Linked DNA regions of Mus musculus: region 2 is linked to region 1. The links are chromatin contacts, called in public promoter capture Hi-C maps. All regions are on one chromosome and are shown on one strand. The core of a region is the stretch at or near the end of the contact, and the rest is flanking DNA. Distances in the headings are between cores, read along the strand shown.

Region 1 (2,893 bases), core at 197-2,696:
AGCCGAGGAGCCCGGGGGCTGTGGTTGCGGCGGCTGCTGGGGCGGCTGCGGCTGCTGGGGTGGCTGCTGCTGGGTCGCCGGCGGAGGCTGGGGCGGCGGCGGCGACGCGGTCTGCACCGACCAGGGGGTGCCGAAGCCGGGCAGCGGTGGGGGAGACGCGGAGCCGCCTCCCCCTCCGGGGGGTCCCCCGCCCCCGCCGCCGCCGGGGTGCGGCAGGTCCGGGCTCTGCAGGCTGCTGAAGGCGCTGGTGCCGAGCGCCGCGCCGGGCAGGAGGGTGCTGGGGCTGTTGAGCAGAGGGTGGTTGGGCGACTCCATGGAGCCCGGCGCGGGGTTCACCGGCGGCGTCGAGGGGGGCAAGCCCGCATTGGGGGGCTCGGCGGCGCTGCCCTCGCCCGCGGCCGGGGTCTGGCGAGGGCTTCCCGCGCCTCCGTGGCGGCGCCGCGGAGCTGCGGGCGGCGAGGGCGGGAGCTGCGGGAGCTGGGGCAGGTCGACCGGGCGCTGCCGCTGGGCGAAGTCCTGCGGCGGGAGGTGCTGCGTGTGCGGGAGGCTGAACGGCTGAGAGCGCTGGGCGAGCGGCGCCGACTGCAGGAGCGGCCCGGGCGGTGGTGGCGGCGTTGGCGGTGTTGGGCTGAAGCGGCCGGGGCAGTGGAGCGGCGGCGGCGGCGGCGGCGGCTTCGCGTCCGGAGGGTGGGGACGGTGTGGCGGGCTCAACTCTTTCCTCTTCTGGCTGCTCAGCTGCTGCTGCTGCCGCTTACTGAAGTCCTGCGGGGAGGAGGTGCGGCAGCAGCAGCAGGAGGAGGCGGAGGAGGAGGAGGGGTGGTGCAGACTCGGTTTGAAGTCCTGGGAGGGGAGGAGGTGGGTCACACCCGCGTTCGTGCCGCCGCCGGGGTGGTGGCTGGGGAGCTGCTCTGCGGCCGCCGCCCCCGAGAGCGGCCTCGTCGGCTGCTGTGTCAGCCCGAGCAGTAGCTCATCCTGCACGGCCTGGGGATGCGCCACGAGCGGGGAGGAAGAGGAAGCTGCGGCTGAGCTGGCCGCGCCGCCGCCCGAGGGGATGGCGAAGGGGGAGGCGGCCTCGGAGAAGCCGGTGACAGGCAACGGCGGCGGCGACAGCGGGCCGAAGGGCGTGGCGGGCGGCCCGGCGGCGAAGGGCCGGTAGGCGCTGCCGCCGGGCGAGGATCGTGGGCTGCCGCTGCGCAGCAGGGCAGTGTGCAGCACCCCGAACCCGAAGTCCCGCATTTATCAGGCCGGCGGCCGCGGCAGGAGACGCACCCCGTCCCCTGCCCCGCCTAGAAAGCCCCGGGAGCCGTGGCGGCGCGGCCGTGGTGGAAGGATGGGGTCAATGGGAAAGGGACACTGTGACTGAGCCGGGGCACCGACTTGGGGCCCCGCCGCCCCTCACGGAGGCCACCGCCGCCTCCCGGAACCGGCTCCGGCACCACCGCCGCTGCCTCGGCCGCCGCCGCCCTCGCCGCTTAAGAACCCCGGAACGTGCGTCAGCAGCCACCTCACAATCGCGCCGCCCCTTGTCGCGCGCCCTGGCACGCGCGAGCGCGCCGCCGCCGCCGCCGCCGGCCTCGCCCCGCCCCGCCCCTCATTAGCGTGCGTTGTGGACCCTGCGAGGCAGCGGGCGCGCGCGGCGCGTCCCTCAGTCCAGGACCTTGAATGGAGCCCAAGGGGGTGAAAAAAAAGCCGGTGGAAGTTGGGGAGACGGCTAATGGGTCTCGAGCACCGTGCGCGTGCGCACGGAGGCGAGCACGCGCGGGCGTTGCGGACGGTTCCTGGGCAACCGCCCCTCCTGTCCCCTGTCGCACGCGCCCCCTCCTCAGGCCCCGCCCTGTCCCAGCCCCTGGGGTCACGTGAAGTGCCGCTGTCCCAGACCTGCTAGCAGGACTAGGGCGCTAAGCTTGCAGGACTCTAGAAGGTCCCATGCTCTGTGGTCGGGTGCGAGCCGCGCGTGCTGTCACCCACCCTTGCCACCGCTGGAAGGCATTTTTTTTTGTTTGTTTTTTAAGAGTAAAACGCGAAACACCGGCGCCTTTTGCAGCAAACATTTCCACTTCAGCAAGGGGAACAAAGTCTGGGAGCCGACAGGGCTCTGCGTGGTTACTCGCGCAGGAGAGCTCTGAGTAGGTTCTGAGACCAGCTCCTCCTGGCCCCGCTGCTGCAAGCCCTGGGTGCGCTGTCACCACAACCCAGGGGTGCCGGACTCCTCCTCTACAAGTTCTTTCTGGCTTCCTTCCCCCGGGAGACTCTCATCGGAACATTTCCGAAGCTTTATTAATTTTCAAGGGAGAAAGATTTCTCACATCAGGGGGGAAAGGAGATTGTGACTCAGCAGCGGACTTGTTGAGGCTTGTAAAGTGGAAGGGGAAAGGCTTTCCATGTAGACAGAGGAGCGCTGGATGGGGACTTAATCCAGTGTAATTCCTCCCCACAGGAACATTTTACACAGAGAAAACCACACTTGACTGTTTAGTCCAATGATAACTGATCCACACGACATAATAAAGAATTGTATGTTCTTAGTTTTTATTTTTAAGTTTTCCTGGTGCTTAGAAAACTGAAATTACTGAATGGATTCCAGAAATACCTACTGAAATCTCAACAGTTTGCAGAAAGTTGATTCAGACTGGACTAATGATGTTGTAACTTACTAGTCTCTTAAGGAAGTTAGGTAGATGTCTTTCTGAAGCCCCTGTCAGTTGAATTTGGTTCCTCATCTTATTTCAAAAGTATGCAAGTCAAATAATCAGTAAAAAGAGAACAGCACTTCAAAAAGAAAATACTTTATAAGATCTATGTGTGATTAATAAGCTAAGTTTCCCAAAAACATATTTTATAAAATTCATTTACTTCAGAAATTAGCATGATAAGCAGAATGTTGTTTAAAAGT
Region 2 (2,893 bases), core at 223-2,722, 9.0 Mb before region 1:
ATGACCCATTAATACACATTTTGGAGGGAAGAGGATGATCATGGGGGTTTACAAGGCTCAAGACTCTGCACAAGAACTTCAAGAGGACCCTCCTGTCTAGGAACTATAACAAGGAATACAACTGACAGGGGTGGAATTCTTCAGTAATGTAGGTACCTGAAAGATGCTCACAGGACTTTTCAGTGGCTCGTGTGTGTGTGTGTGTGTGTGTGTGTGTGCGCTCGAGTGCATGTGGGGGGGGGGGGAGGAGGGGGGAGAGGGAAGGAGTGAGGGAGGGAGAAAGACAGAGAGAGTCACTATATAGTTCTGGCTGTCCTGGAACTCACTACGTAAAACAAACTGACTCTGAACTCATAGAAATCTGCTTGGCTCTGCCCTCAGGAGTGCTGGGATTAAAGGTACTCACTACCATATCTAGCCTAACAGGTTGTCAATGTACATTTAGACAGTTGTGTTGGATATTGTGAAAGTTACAATATCATCTGTTGTGTTTCTGTTGTATTTAATCTTAGAGATTATCCTTCTGAGAATTTTCGAGGGACTAGAGCCAAGGAGCAGCAAAGGAGAGTCTTGACATGAAGTGATACCCTGTATTTGGGCTGATCCTTAGACCTCTTTCGCCCACACTTCTGGAAATGAATGTAATTGAGTATGCACAATGGCTGAAGGGAGAAAGATACACAACCTCTTAAGTGTCACCTTGCCTCAACAACTTGCCATTACAGTGGAGTCTTAATGGATGAGCTATTTGTTGATTTCCTTCAGTCCAGGTAACCATGTCTATAAAATGTCTTTCAGGGTTCACTCTACTAAGGAGCACAGCAACTAGGCATGCTGGGGCACGCCTTTAGTCCCAGCACTGGGAGGCAGAGACAGCCTAACCTCTGAATTCCAGGCTAGCCTCTTCTACAGAGCTTGTTTGTGGACAGCCAGAGCCACACAGAGAAACCCTGTCTCAAAAAACCAAACCAAACCAAACCAAACGAGGACAGAGATAGGGCTAATGTCTCTGAGTGCCTAATATGCACTCATATACACACAAACGGAGCAAGATTAGGGCAGAGGATTGGAGGCAAAATACAGTGCCCAGTGCGATTACCTCCAATTTTCTGAACCCTATACAAAACACCTATACCTTGAACAAATAGATGTTATCTGTTCTGGGGTGAATGGACAAAACGAGTCACAGTAATTAAAGTTAACATTTTTTCTCACCGCTACAGGGCATCTGGCGCAACAACTGCAAATTCTCGTTCTGGAGTTATAAATTGTGTCCTGCTTTGCCACTTGCCAGCTGTGTGATCTTGTTTTTCTTATCCTTCCTGAGCTTCATACCCTAAAAGCAAAAAGTATATACACAGCTGGATAGATTTCCTAAACAGGACTAGGCTTTTTCAACTTTCCCAACGAACTCCAGGCGGCAAGTGACAGCTTGAGGCGCGTTTCGGTCCTTAGCAGCAGCTCAGATCAGCTCTCAGAGAGACGCGAGGGGAAAGGGAGGAGCCCGCGGGAACTCAGAGCCATTTCAGCCAATCGCACAGCGGGCGGGACGGGAGTTCCCGCCTCCGGACGGCGTGCGCGCGCACCACGCCGGCACGCCCGCCGCGGAGGCGCGCACGCAGGCCCTGCCCTCGTCGCGGCCGCCATTTTAGCTCCTGGTTCGGGCCGCACGGAGCGGGCTGTGGTGGCGGGAGGGGTGGGGGTCCCCGCGAGTTGAGCCGCGGGCCTCTTGTGCGTGGATCCGGCTGCCGGAGTCTCTCTTCTTCCCTCCTTCCTAAGCGTCCGCTTCTGGGAGTGCGAGGATGTCCAAGAGGCATCGGTTGGACCTGGGGGAGGATTACCCCTCCGGCAAGAAGCGTGCGGGGACCGATGGGTAAGCCAGGCCGGGGCGCGCAGTCGCGGCTCGGGCTTTGTTGGATGGTGGCGGGGAGCAGGCCCGGCTGCCGAGCCTTTGTCTGCCGTCGGCCGGCTGGGGCGCGTGCCGAGTGTGTGCGGCCGGGGCGAGCGGCCTGTGGCGGCCACGAGGCCGCGGAACGGCGGGCGTGCGGAGCGGGCCGCGAGGCCTCGGTGCTCGCGTGAGGCCCGCAGCCGGAACCGGATGGCCAAGGGCACTGCCCCCGTGGGCGGCGGCGGGCGCTGTCTGTTTTGGGGGAGGATAGAGGCGAGCCGACCTCGGGGCGCACTGTTTGGCGGGAGACGAAGGGCCTTCTTCCATTGAGGCACTTCAGGAGAGGCCGTTGCCAACTTCCGCCCTCTGCCTGCCCTCCCGCCATCTCCTTTATTTCCTGCTTTGCTTAAAAGCCGGCTTTGCTTTTAAGTAGCATCACTGGGGTAGGCCTGTGAAAACACGTATTTCCCCCTCCGCTCTGGAAGTTATTTCTATCTCCTCCCCACTTTGGACGCACTTTTCAAAAAAGTGATCTTAAGCGTGTTTGAACAAACAACACCCACGTGCAGATTGAGAAAGGCTTACACCGATTCCTGGTCTGGCATTTTAGTTCCTTTTCTTAGACTTTTCGCAAAGACAGGGCATTTAGCAAGTAAGCAGTTGTATTATCATTTTCCAGTCTTTTCTTTCACAGTTCATACTTAAAATGTACTTTTGTTTATATTCCTACCCTCCCATTTTAATTAGTTGTATGTTTATGCTTCGGCAGTACAGGGATCTGTTGGGTTAATTAAAAAATATATCCACGGAAGTCCAAATGTCCAAAACAGTTGTAGGATTTTATCATTTTCTTATGTCTTGTGACACCGACTCGCTGTCAAGTCAGATGTGTGGTCTCTTGAGTTTTTGTTAACGGAAAGTCCTTTGGGATTGATTTCTAACTACCAGTGTGAGAATAGGTCAGGATAGGATGCGTTCTGTCGCTCTCCTTAGGTTGAAATATTG

The links. Promoter capture Hi-C pulls out the DNA fragments that hold promoters and counts their contacts.
Region 2: a promoter capture Hi-C map of pre-B cells shows a contact between it and region 1. The contact joins the promoter of 9230114K14Rik here to the promoter of Cpeb2 in region 1. A contact is called at or near these places in 1 of 39 promoter capture datasets (pre-B cells) and 1 of 484 Hi-C or Micro-C datasets (CD4 T cells).

The regions. Positions count from the first base shown.
Region 1 is chr5:43,231,806-43,234,698 of GRCm38.p6, reverse strand. It overlaps Cpeb2 (cytoplasmic polyadenylation element binding protein 2), which reads right to left and starts at 1,446. Exons shown (of 12, transcript NM_001368806.1): 1 at 1-1,446. The coding sequence starts at 1,236. All of the region lies in intron 1 of Gm7854 (predicted gene 7854), which reads left to right.
Region 2 is chr5:52,189,260-52,192,152 of GRCm38.p6, reverse strand. It overlaps 9230114K14Rik (RIKEN cDNA 9230114K14 gene), which reads right to left and starts at 1,472. Exons shown (of 4, transcript NR_015537.2): 1 at 1,216-1,472. Dhx15 (DEAH (Asp-Glu-Ala-His) box polypeptide 15) reads left to right here and starts at 1,607. Exons shown (of 14, transcript NM_007839.3): 1 at 1,607-1,873. The coding sequence starts at 1,803.